Regions from separate parts of the Oryctolagus cuniculus genome. Here all the other regions are linked to region 1. Evidence: chromatin contacts called from public Hi-C and Micro-C data. All regions are on one chromosome and are shown on one strand. Each heading gives the region's core, a stretch centred on a gene start, on an enhancer-like site or on the middle of the called end of the contact. The rest is flanking DNA. Distances are from core to core; before and after follow the strand shown.

What was found. Hi-C and Micro-C count contacts between places; a contact is called where the count stands out from the background.
Region 2: a contact with region 1 is called in a Micro-C map of ear pinna, with 5 times the contacts expected there. The contact joins two enhancer-like sites. A contact is called at or near these places in 2 of 6 Hi-C or Micro-C datasets (ear pinna and an unstated tissue).
Region 3: a Hi-C map of an unstated tissue shows a contact between it and region 1, with 2.2 times the contacts expected there. The contact joins the promoter of ST6GAL1 here to the enhancer-like site in region 1. A contact is called at or near these places in 2 of 6 Hi-C or Micro-C datasets (ear pinna and an unstated tissue).

The regions. Positions count from the first base shown.
Region 1 is chr4:92,514,362-92,517,320 of mOryCun1.1, reverse strand. The region is part of intron 1 of LOC138849322 (a long non-coding RNA gene); the gene reads left to right. Among named protein-coding and RNA genes, the nearest start is that of ST6GAL1, 150 kb to the left of the region's middle. Within about 2 kb of position 1,465, at least 1 of the 8 cell types and tissues checked has an H3K27ac peak or open chromatin away from gene starts, as enhancers often do. A contact at or near this core is called in ear pinna, where this site is marked.
Region 2 is chr4:92,756,109-92,759,067 of mOryCun1.1, reverse strand. MCF2L2 (MCF.2 cell line derived transforming sequence-like 2) reads left to right here. Exons shown (of 30, transcript XM_070072393.1): 30 at 1-114. Among named protein-coding and RNA genes, the nearest start is that of ADIPOQ, 18 kb to the right of the region's middle. Within about 2 kb of position 1,512, at least 5 of the 8 cell types and tissues checked have an H3K27ac peak or open chromatin away from gene starts, as enhancers often do. A contact at or near this core is called in ear pinna, where this site is marked.
Region 3 is chr4:92,659,937-92,662,895 of mOryCun1.1, reverse strand. ST6GAL1 (ST6 beta-galactoside alpha-2,6-sialyltransferase 1) reads left to right here and starts at 1,507. Exons shown (of 8, transcript XM_002716497.5): 1 at 1,507-1,874.

The DNA.
Region 1 (2,959 bases), core at 216-2,715:
TCTGCACTCTGTTGAGGGCCTAAGCATGTTAACAACTCACTTGCAGCAACACCTAGTAGCTGGGGATATTTTACTTAACTAACGAGTCCGCATAGGGAGGAAGGACTTTAAGAATGCAGAGGGTTTGGGAAGGTTCTGGGAGAGAGCTGGGAATGAGTGGGAAGGCGGGATAAGGTCTGCTCCAAGTAAAGCATGATAATCCTTAACTAGAATCCTTGTTGTTAATCATAGCAGTGTTTTCCCCTGAATCAATAGTTAGCTTTTGTAACCCCTCTGACCTCTGTGTTCCTAGAAGTTCCCTCTTCTGGGAGACCCAGAAGAAGCTCCTGGCTCCTGGCTTCAAATCAGTGCAGCTCTGGCCATTGTGGCCATCAGGGGAGTGAACCAGTGGATGGAAGAGCTCTCTCTCTCTGCTTCTCTGTAACTCTGCTTTTCAAATAAATAAACAAATCTTTAAAAAATTATAATTATCTTTTCTTCAGTTTAATTTTGTGTAGTTTCTAGTGTTGTGTCTTCAAGTTCCCTGATCTTTTCTTTTGCAGTGTCAATTCTGCCATTAGTCCCATTCAGGGTATTTTTCATCTGAGATATAGTTTTTGGTTTCTTGAATACATAGAATGCAGCTTTGATAACTGTTTTAAAGTCCTTGTCTACTGCCTCTACCAAGTGTGTAATTTGTGGGTCAGTTTAAATCAGTTTTCTTCCTCGTTATTGCATGCCTGGTAATTTTTGATTGGATGCCAGACATTGTGAATATTTTCTTTCTGGGTGCCAGATATTTTTGTATTTGGAGAAGTATCTTAAGTTTTGTTCTAGGAAGCAATTAAGCTTCCTGGAAACCATTTGTTCCCTTTAAATACTGCTTCTCAGCTTGTTTGTTTCCTGTTTCTCAGGGATCCCTGTTCTTTGTTACCTGATTTCTAATGTCTTAAAAACAATTATTTCTTTTATTCTTCAAGAGAGAGTAAATTCAACCTCTTTCACTCCATCTTGGTCCACCTTTATTAAAAACTGAAATGCATAAATATGTTACAGCAGTTTTACTTAAGTGACATTTGGGTTCACTCAAGACTTTGGCTCTGCCTTGGAGATAGGAAATAAGAATACAATGGGATTTTGTTTGCCTTATTGGTCAGGAGCCTCCTGATCAGGGCCTCATCTGTAGGGGAGCAGGCAGAACTGAAGTCAACCTGCTTGGTTCAAATTCAAGGGGCCACAGTGAAGGAGATAGAGACAGCAGTTGTTCTATGGCTCTATGTACCAGGAAAATAGGACTGTAGTGAAAATATGAGAAAACCTGGTAAGTTCATATTCCTGGAAATATCTATTTAAATCTCAAGTGGTGTGAGCAGTCTAAACTCCACTAGCAACAAATATGGTGGTAAGGAGAGGCAGCTGGAGTGGCTGGTGCCCAGCATTAGTGCTCACAGAGGAAAAATATAAAATGAGGAAGCTAATGTCAAGAAGACAGGTCCACTTGAGACTGATGCCACTCAGTCCTGTTGGAGTAGATGTTGGAGGGCACTAAATCAGTTAAAATGTCAAGGTTGCAGCAAGGCCTTGGGAAGCAGAACTTGTGTCTGGCAGAGAAATCCTACATGGGGTATGCACGTTTGTGCACATAACAGGTCAGCCCAGAGTGGGAGGAGGGAGAGGATGGCAGTGGGAGTTATGAAGTAGTAGTGGTTGCTTTGGATAAATGAAATTTTAGTCTTCAGTTACAAAAGTGATCCATTGTTTTCAGACATGAAATATGATTTGCCTTTTTGTGGTGATGAGGTCTCGTGTGTTTCTCTAATGGCCACATCTCTGCGAAGTAAAAAACCTACACGTGGGTCTTCCCAGCTGGACAAACAGGGGCCAGGACGGAAGGCGCCGGCCCTGGCATTGCCCAGAGTTCTCACTGGTACTTCCTTAGATGTTTGCTTTAACCTCTCCCAAAGGAATAGTCAAGGAGCTTCAAAACAGGTGGGGAAAAGTTACATAAAGTTCTTCATCAGGAAGCTCTGAAAACCACTTGGCAAAGATGTATCTGGAACCTGGTTGTATGAATGGAAAAGCACCAGACTTTTGGCACAGACGTATCATTCTGAAAATGGCTGAAAGTCTGTTAAACTTGGCAGCTCAGGTTGAGACAAAAGCTCTTACAGCTTTACGAATCACTGTGGAAGGGGATCAAAAGAGAAATGTCTGGGTGAGGGTGTTTGGTCTTGCAGTTAAAATGATCACATCTCTATCAGAGTACCTCACCTCCAGCTCCTGATTCCAGCCTCCTGGAGTCCTGATGCGGACTCTGGGGAGTCAGCAGTGAGGGCTCAAGTAATTGTGTTCCTGCCACCTTTGTGGGAGACCTGGACCACACTCCTTGCTTCCAGCTTGTCTCGGCCCAGCCCTAGCTATAGCTGGCATTTGGGGATTGATCCCAAGGGTGGGAGCTCTCTCTGTCTTTCTTTCTCTTTCTCACCCAAATAAAAAAAAAAATCATAATAATAAAAGAGAAATATCTGTAGTATTTCATGGGAGTAGCTCTCCCCAAAATGTGAAATGTCCCATTCTTAGAACATACTGCACAGGACAAATGTGTGGTCCTGAGGGGCATTGGTGATAAAGTAGCACTCAACTGAAAGTATAGAGAAACTCTGAGTAGCCACTTTTCTAATAAGATAACCCAACAGTGGTAAGTTATAGTGTCCAGGCAACGCTCACCAAGAGGAGGGAGTTTTGGTTGGGCCTGTTGCAACCATGCAGACCTCACTATCTGCTGCGGTTGGCCACCAGGTGGTAATCCCCATGTTTTCCACTTCTCAGAGCACCATGGTAAGTTCCATCAGAAGTCACCTAGCAGTATTTCATGTTTTCAGGTGGAAGAACACCAACTCAGCGCACTGATTAGCAGTGAGAATGCTGTCCAAGTTTGTCTTCACATTAAAGTTTATCAGTTACCTAACTCAGCAACTTC
Region 2 (2,959 bases), core at 263-2,762, 240 kb before region 1:
TGTCCAGGGGCCGCGGGCGGAGGTGCCCCGGGCGGCGCCCGGGCTTAAGCAGAACGCGGCCTCGCGGGTCCTTGCGGCTGCGGGCCTGGCGACCGGCAGGGGGCGCCCGAGGGCCGCGCTGGGGTCTCCCGGGCCGGGAACCCGGAGCTTCGAGAAGGCGGCTGAAGACTGCAAGGCTGGAGCCCGCTGAACCTGAGCCCCCGAGGACGCAGCGCCCGGCCCCGGGGGCTCCGCGCTTCTTACAGACAGCGCTGTTGTGCTCATCGCAGGTGCTCAGCAGCACCCCTGGCCTCTCCACTAGGGGCCAGCACGCGCCACCTCCGCTCCTCCAGCATCGTAAATGCCTTCGGACAGGGCCCAGGGTGCCCGGGCGTCCGCTAGGAATGGGCTGAGAATCGCTTCGCCCGACCCGAGCCGCGGAGCAGGCACGCCCGCGCTCACGTGGCATTGGTGGCGGTCCCAGGACTGGCGGGTTTCAGGGACGGCTGGTCGCAGGTTGCTTCGGAGTGGGTTTGCCATTTGCATCTAGATTTCTTAGTCTTTGAATTCATTAAGTTATTTTATTTCCATCTTTCTAGTTAATTTTTTGATAGCTTCAGTCACCTGTTGATGCTTATTTTACTTTCAAGATCATTCGGTTTTCGAGTTATTTATTTTCAGTTATAGCTATTTTCAGAGTTACAGGTTTTCAAACTGGCTTAGAAGTATTTATTTTCAATTATTCTTATGATTATTAACATCTGTGTTGTTTCTTAGCCTTCGGTTCCTGGCGTCGTTGAGTTCTAATTTTTACAGTTATTATTAAAAAACACTGGAAGTTTTTGAACGACTTGAGTTATTTACTTTCAGGGTGAAATGGTTTTATTTAGGCTTTTTCCTAGTTATTTAGTTTTGCAGTTGCTTATGTTCATAGGATTTTTTCCCAGTTATTTTCTGAGTTTACTTTTATACTATGGCTCTTAATTAATTTTCAGCTGTTTCCTTTTTGAATATTATATTTTTAGACGTTTTATCCTTGGTGCTGTTGATATCTTTAGTGTTTATTTTCAGTTGCTTATTCTCCTTTTTTTTTTTTTTTGTTCTGTCTTATTTTTACATATTTCGTTCTCAGAAGTACTTGGAATTAGAATTATTTCACCTGCCAGTCAGGATTGAAGCAGGAGAGACAGTGCACCTGTTGTTTTAACAGAGAACTTGACATAAAGAAGCGCAGCTGCTGCGGAACAAGAGTGTGGCCGGGCACAGGTCGGGTGATGACAGCTCCTAGGCTCGGTGGGGGTGACCCCTTGGCTGGGCTCAGTCCTCTGAGGAGCTGGCACTAAGGGTGCAATTGGGGACGTGGGTGCCGGGAGCTGGGTGTGGGGCTCCGAGGAAGGGACATGGCCAGGCCAGCGGGGCTGGCGTCCCTGAGGGGCCAGGTGAGGGTGTCTGTGGGAGGGCTGGAGACATGGCCACCTGGAACTCGGTGCTGCTGCGGGACCAGCTGTGGCTCTCAGGGTGCGCACCAGGCCTGGATGGACCCACAGAAGGCCCTGGCAGCCTGGCAGAGGACAGAGGCGTGCCCTGGAAGCCGAGAACACGCCACTTAGCACCCAGCGCGCTGAACTCATGTTCCAGCATGAGCGGTGGCTTCCGCTTCTCCTGCAGTTGTCGGGGGTGAGCTGATGGCCCGTGTTCGTGGCCAGGCGTCTGGCTGAGCCCTCTGTCCCTGCTTTGCTGTTGGAATGGCGTGGGCCAGCTAGCGCCTCCCATCGGACTCAAAACAGTCATTTCAGAGTTACAGGAAAATAATGTGTTTCCCTTTGTTCCTAAAGAAGGCCTGTGATCAGGGGAATCAGCAAGGGGGAAGATGCGGGGCCAGTGTGTCGCTGTGCAGCTGGCCAGCAGGTGCCTCTTTGAGATCTCTTTGGATTTTAAGTTGTGTCGTGCCCCCCTCCCCTCACAATGAAAGACCTGTCTGGTGGACTCTGTTTGGGATGTGTAGACTCTGCACAATAAAGTTATTCCCCAAATCTATTCTCCGTTTCTCAGGTTCTTGTGCTTGAATAACTTTCAACTCCTCATTGTCCTGTTTTTCCCATGAGGACATGCATTTATTTATGGACAAGAGGACCTCAAAAAGTTCATGGGAAAATGGAATTAGAGCAGAAGTTAATTTCGCTGCAGAGATTTTTGAAATGCAGCATAGATTTCTTCAGGGACCGTTTCAAGATCAACTCCCTATGCTCTCGGTTCATTCCACGCCCACCCGTGGCCTGAGCGTGTCCCTCCATCCTGAGAAAGGTGCCGGCGCCAGCTGAGACCCAGGCTGCGCCGAGATGAGAGGCTGGCAGACCCAGCGGGGGACCTGATCACCACACGGTGTGACACGGAGCACCGCGAGGACACAGAGCTCCGCCCCGCCCCTCCCCGGTGCAGGCAGGGAAGGGTGACACCCGTGCAGGTGGACAGGAAGGAGCGTGGCATCCCAGCGCGAGGAACTGCACGGAGGAGCCGTGCCTGGCCGGGCTGCTGGCCTCGGAGCTCAGACAGGCACTGAGGCAACCCTGACCCCGCCTCCTTGGGTCCCCACCGCGACCCTGCAAGAGGGCAGCCAGCGACGTCCGCGTCCAGCGCTTCCCCTAACCGCGCAGCTCACATCTCTAGGAACTCACTCCTCCCTGGCTCTGTGCGCTCACCCCAGTTTTCACTAGTCTGTTGGAAGTGAGTCCCTCTCTCCTTCACCTTTGGACCTCTGCTGCTTTGTTTAGAAAACATGTTTTGAGATTGATTTGAGAGGTATCCACACATGCGGATAGAGGGAGTGAGCAAACGCACTCTCCCATCTGCAGTTTCAGTCCTCAGAAACCGACAATGACCAGGCTTGGGCCAGAGCCTGAGCTGGAAGCTGGGAAGTGAATCCACGTCTCCCGTGGATGGCAGAAACCCAATTCCTTGAGCCATTGCTGCTGGCTCCCAG
Region 3 (2,959 bases), core at 258-2,757, 150 kb before region 1:
TTATCAACGTGTCTTTTCTCATTCCCTCTGTCATTGCCACAGTTGGGCTCTTATCTCTATGTGCAGTGATGTTGGCTCCCACACTTGTCTCCTGGGTTGTGTTCTCTGCTCCCTTAAACTGTTTTCCAGAATAATGCCAGAGAAAGTAGCATTCAACACAAAGATGCATGGCACGCCAAGTCACAACATCTTTTAATAGCTTCTATATTAAAAAAAAAGAAAAATCGAAAAAACCAAAGTCTAAACTCTTGCGAGCGGCCTCCTCCCAGAAATTCTTCTGAGTTTGTCTGCCTCTGCTCATTCATTCATTCCTTTTACTGGAGTGCCTTCCAGGGTCAACCAAGCAAGGGCTTCACCCAGACAGCATTTCACCCAGGCCTGAAAGCAGTGCCATCCTGTGTAGCCCCAAATCACAGAAGAAGGCATGGTGGCTCAGACAGGCTGTGGAACTTGGCCAAGAATGCACAGCTAGTAGGTCAGAATTTTGAATTCACTGTGGCTGGTCCCCTCCTCACCTAGCTGCTACGCAAGGGGCAGCAATGCCTCCAGGGCTGCAGGGGAAAGGTGAATGAGCAGGAAGGGGCTAGGATCCCAGAGGGAGGAAGCAGCCATTGGAAGAAGGGTGTTGGGGATCTGATGAGAACGAAACTTCCCTTTCCCAGCTTGGGGGTGGCGGTGGCCACCTGGACCTGGAAGATAGAGTTCTGGGCCTGAGGACCCAGCCAGCCTTCCACTCTCCCCACCCCCACTCCTGTCGGAGCTGAGTGCTCTGTGGGCTTCCTGTAGCTCCCCGAGACAGGATCCTTGCCTCTGGGAGTCCTCTCCCCCTCTCTAGGCTATGGGAGATTGGAGCAATGGCCCGAAGACTGCTGTCAGCAGTGTTCCGTCCTGGGGAAGTGGCTGAGGGGCCATTAGGCAGTCAGTTCGCAGCCACAGTGCTTGGTCAACAGGCTGTTTCGTCCTGCCTTCCCCGGCTGCCCGGCCCTAGCCCAGGTGGAAGGCTGGAATCGCCTCGCTTACAGCTTCGCTGAGGCCTACGCCCTTCCAGGGGCCCACCAGCTCGCGGTGGAAGTCCCCGGGTGCAAGGGTTCCAAGGACACCCCTGCTTTTCCTAATGTGCTATTTGAGAGCGCCTACTATGTGCCACGCCCGACGTTAGCAGGTGCCCAAACCTACACAATAGATTTCGTACTTCCGTATTCTATCAAAAAAAGGAACGCAGGTCTTCAGAGAGCTTAGTGACTTGCCCAGGGTCACAGCGCCAGGCGGGAGCAGAAAAGGGACCTGGAACCCCGACACGCTGCGCGCACGAGGACGCAGTATTTGGGGGTTCTTGCGGCCGCACTGGCCCCGCCCCGCCCCCCGCCTCGGTCCTACCTTCTCCTGGGAAGGCAGAGACAGGCATCACGCCTTTGGCGGCACCCTTAACCCGGAGCCCGCTCGCTAGCGACCTCCGGAGGGCCAGGCTGGTTTGGGACTTGCCTACCCGCGGGACCCACCTTGTCCCAGCGACTGTATTTGCATAACAGAGACTGCTAGCTTCCTTCCCGCCCCTCCGGCGCGCTCTTCTTCCCTCCTTCCCCGGGCTCCTCCACGCCACATCCCCGGTCGCCCGCCGCTTCCCAGCGGACCCCTCCTCCTTGGGACTCCCTCGTGGAGCTCCCAGCTCCAGAGCTCTTCTGCCCGAGCCGAGCGGGGAGTCCGGAGGCGCCGGGGGGAGGGGAGTCCTGGGCAGGGCCGGGCTGAGGAAGACGCCTGGGGCACTGCCCGCTGCTAACAAAGGGAGCCGGCTACCGACCGGCTTGGGCGCGGAGCGGGCTGCACACACGGAGCGGGCGGAGCTGCAGCAGCCTGCGCGGTTCAGGGCGCAGCCAGTGAGTAGCGGGGTGCTGTGGGCGACAGCGCGGCCTGGGCTCCCTGAAAGGAGTGATGCAAGGGGGCGCAGGAGCGCCGAGCGGCTGGGCCAGGGGCGCACATAGGGCGCAGGGACGGGGTCTGTCCCCAGCGCCGCCGGAGCCGCGTTCGCCGTGGCGTCAGCCACTTCTGGCCAAGGGTGTTTGAATTTTTGCCCGGGCCGGAGCAGGGGGCTGCCCTGGTTTCTCAAGCCTGCAGACCCACAACAAACCCACGTGCGCGGGGCCCTCGGGAACCTCTGTTTCTCCATGGCACCGTCAGTAGGGGGGATGGGGGCGGGACGCCTTTCAGGGTCTGGGTTCCTTCAGAGGCTGCCTGTTGGGTTTGCAGGTCGGAAAGTGGAGGCCCGCCGCGGGGGAGGGAGCACGGCACCATAACAAACACACGTGCACCCTGCCGAGGGATCTGGGCGCACCGCAAGCCGTTCTGAGCCGCCCATCGGTGCCTGGCCATTGTCTGCTGCGCGGCTGGGAGCGGCGCTGCGGGCACCACTTGCCCGAACAGGGCGGGAGAGACGTTGAAAAGGCACCCCTTGGGCATCCGAATAAGCAACCAGACTTCAAAGGGGGGAAAAAGCAAAAGGAGAAAGCAGGTACAAACAGGGTACCCAAGCGGAAGCTCTGTCCCCGGCCGTGGCGCTTTCCGTGGGGGTGAGGGGGACAATTCCTCCACTCCACCTTACGGAGGTTTCGCAGAGATGTGGATTGAGTGAAGGGTCTCTTTCCCCCCACCCCATAAAGGACCGTGCCCCGCGCACCATTGTCCCCGCTCTCCGGCTACTGCCTCTGCTGGGAGACCGCGAGCGCCGCCCCAGCCCGCAGAAGGTACAGTCGGATTTAAATCAAAACCCAGTGCGGTCTCGGGTGTCGCCTGCGTGTTGCCTGGTAGGTCCGTGCACCTGGACCCTGGGTGTCACGGGCTCCTCTTGGCTCGTTACATGTTTCCCCAACAAGGCCAGCCGAGGCCTCTTGTTCTAGAGGGGGCCTTCTATTTTCAATTCTGTCTGCGTCTCTTTGAAGGAAATTCCGAGGTCTGGAAAGAGAGG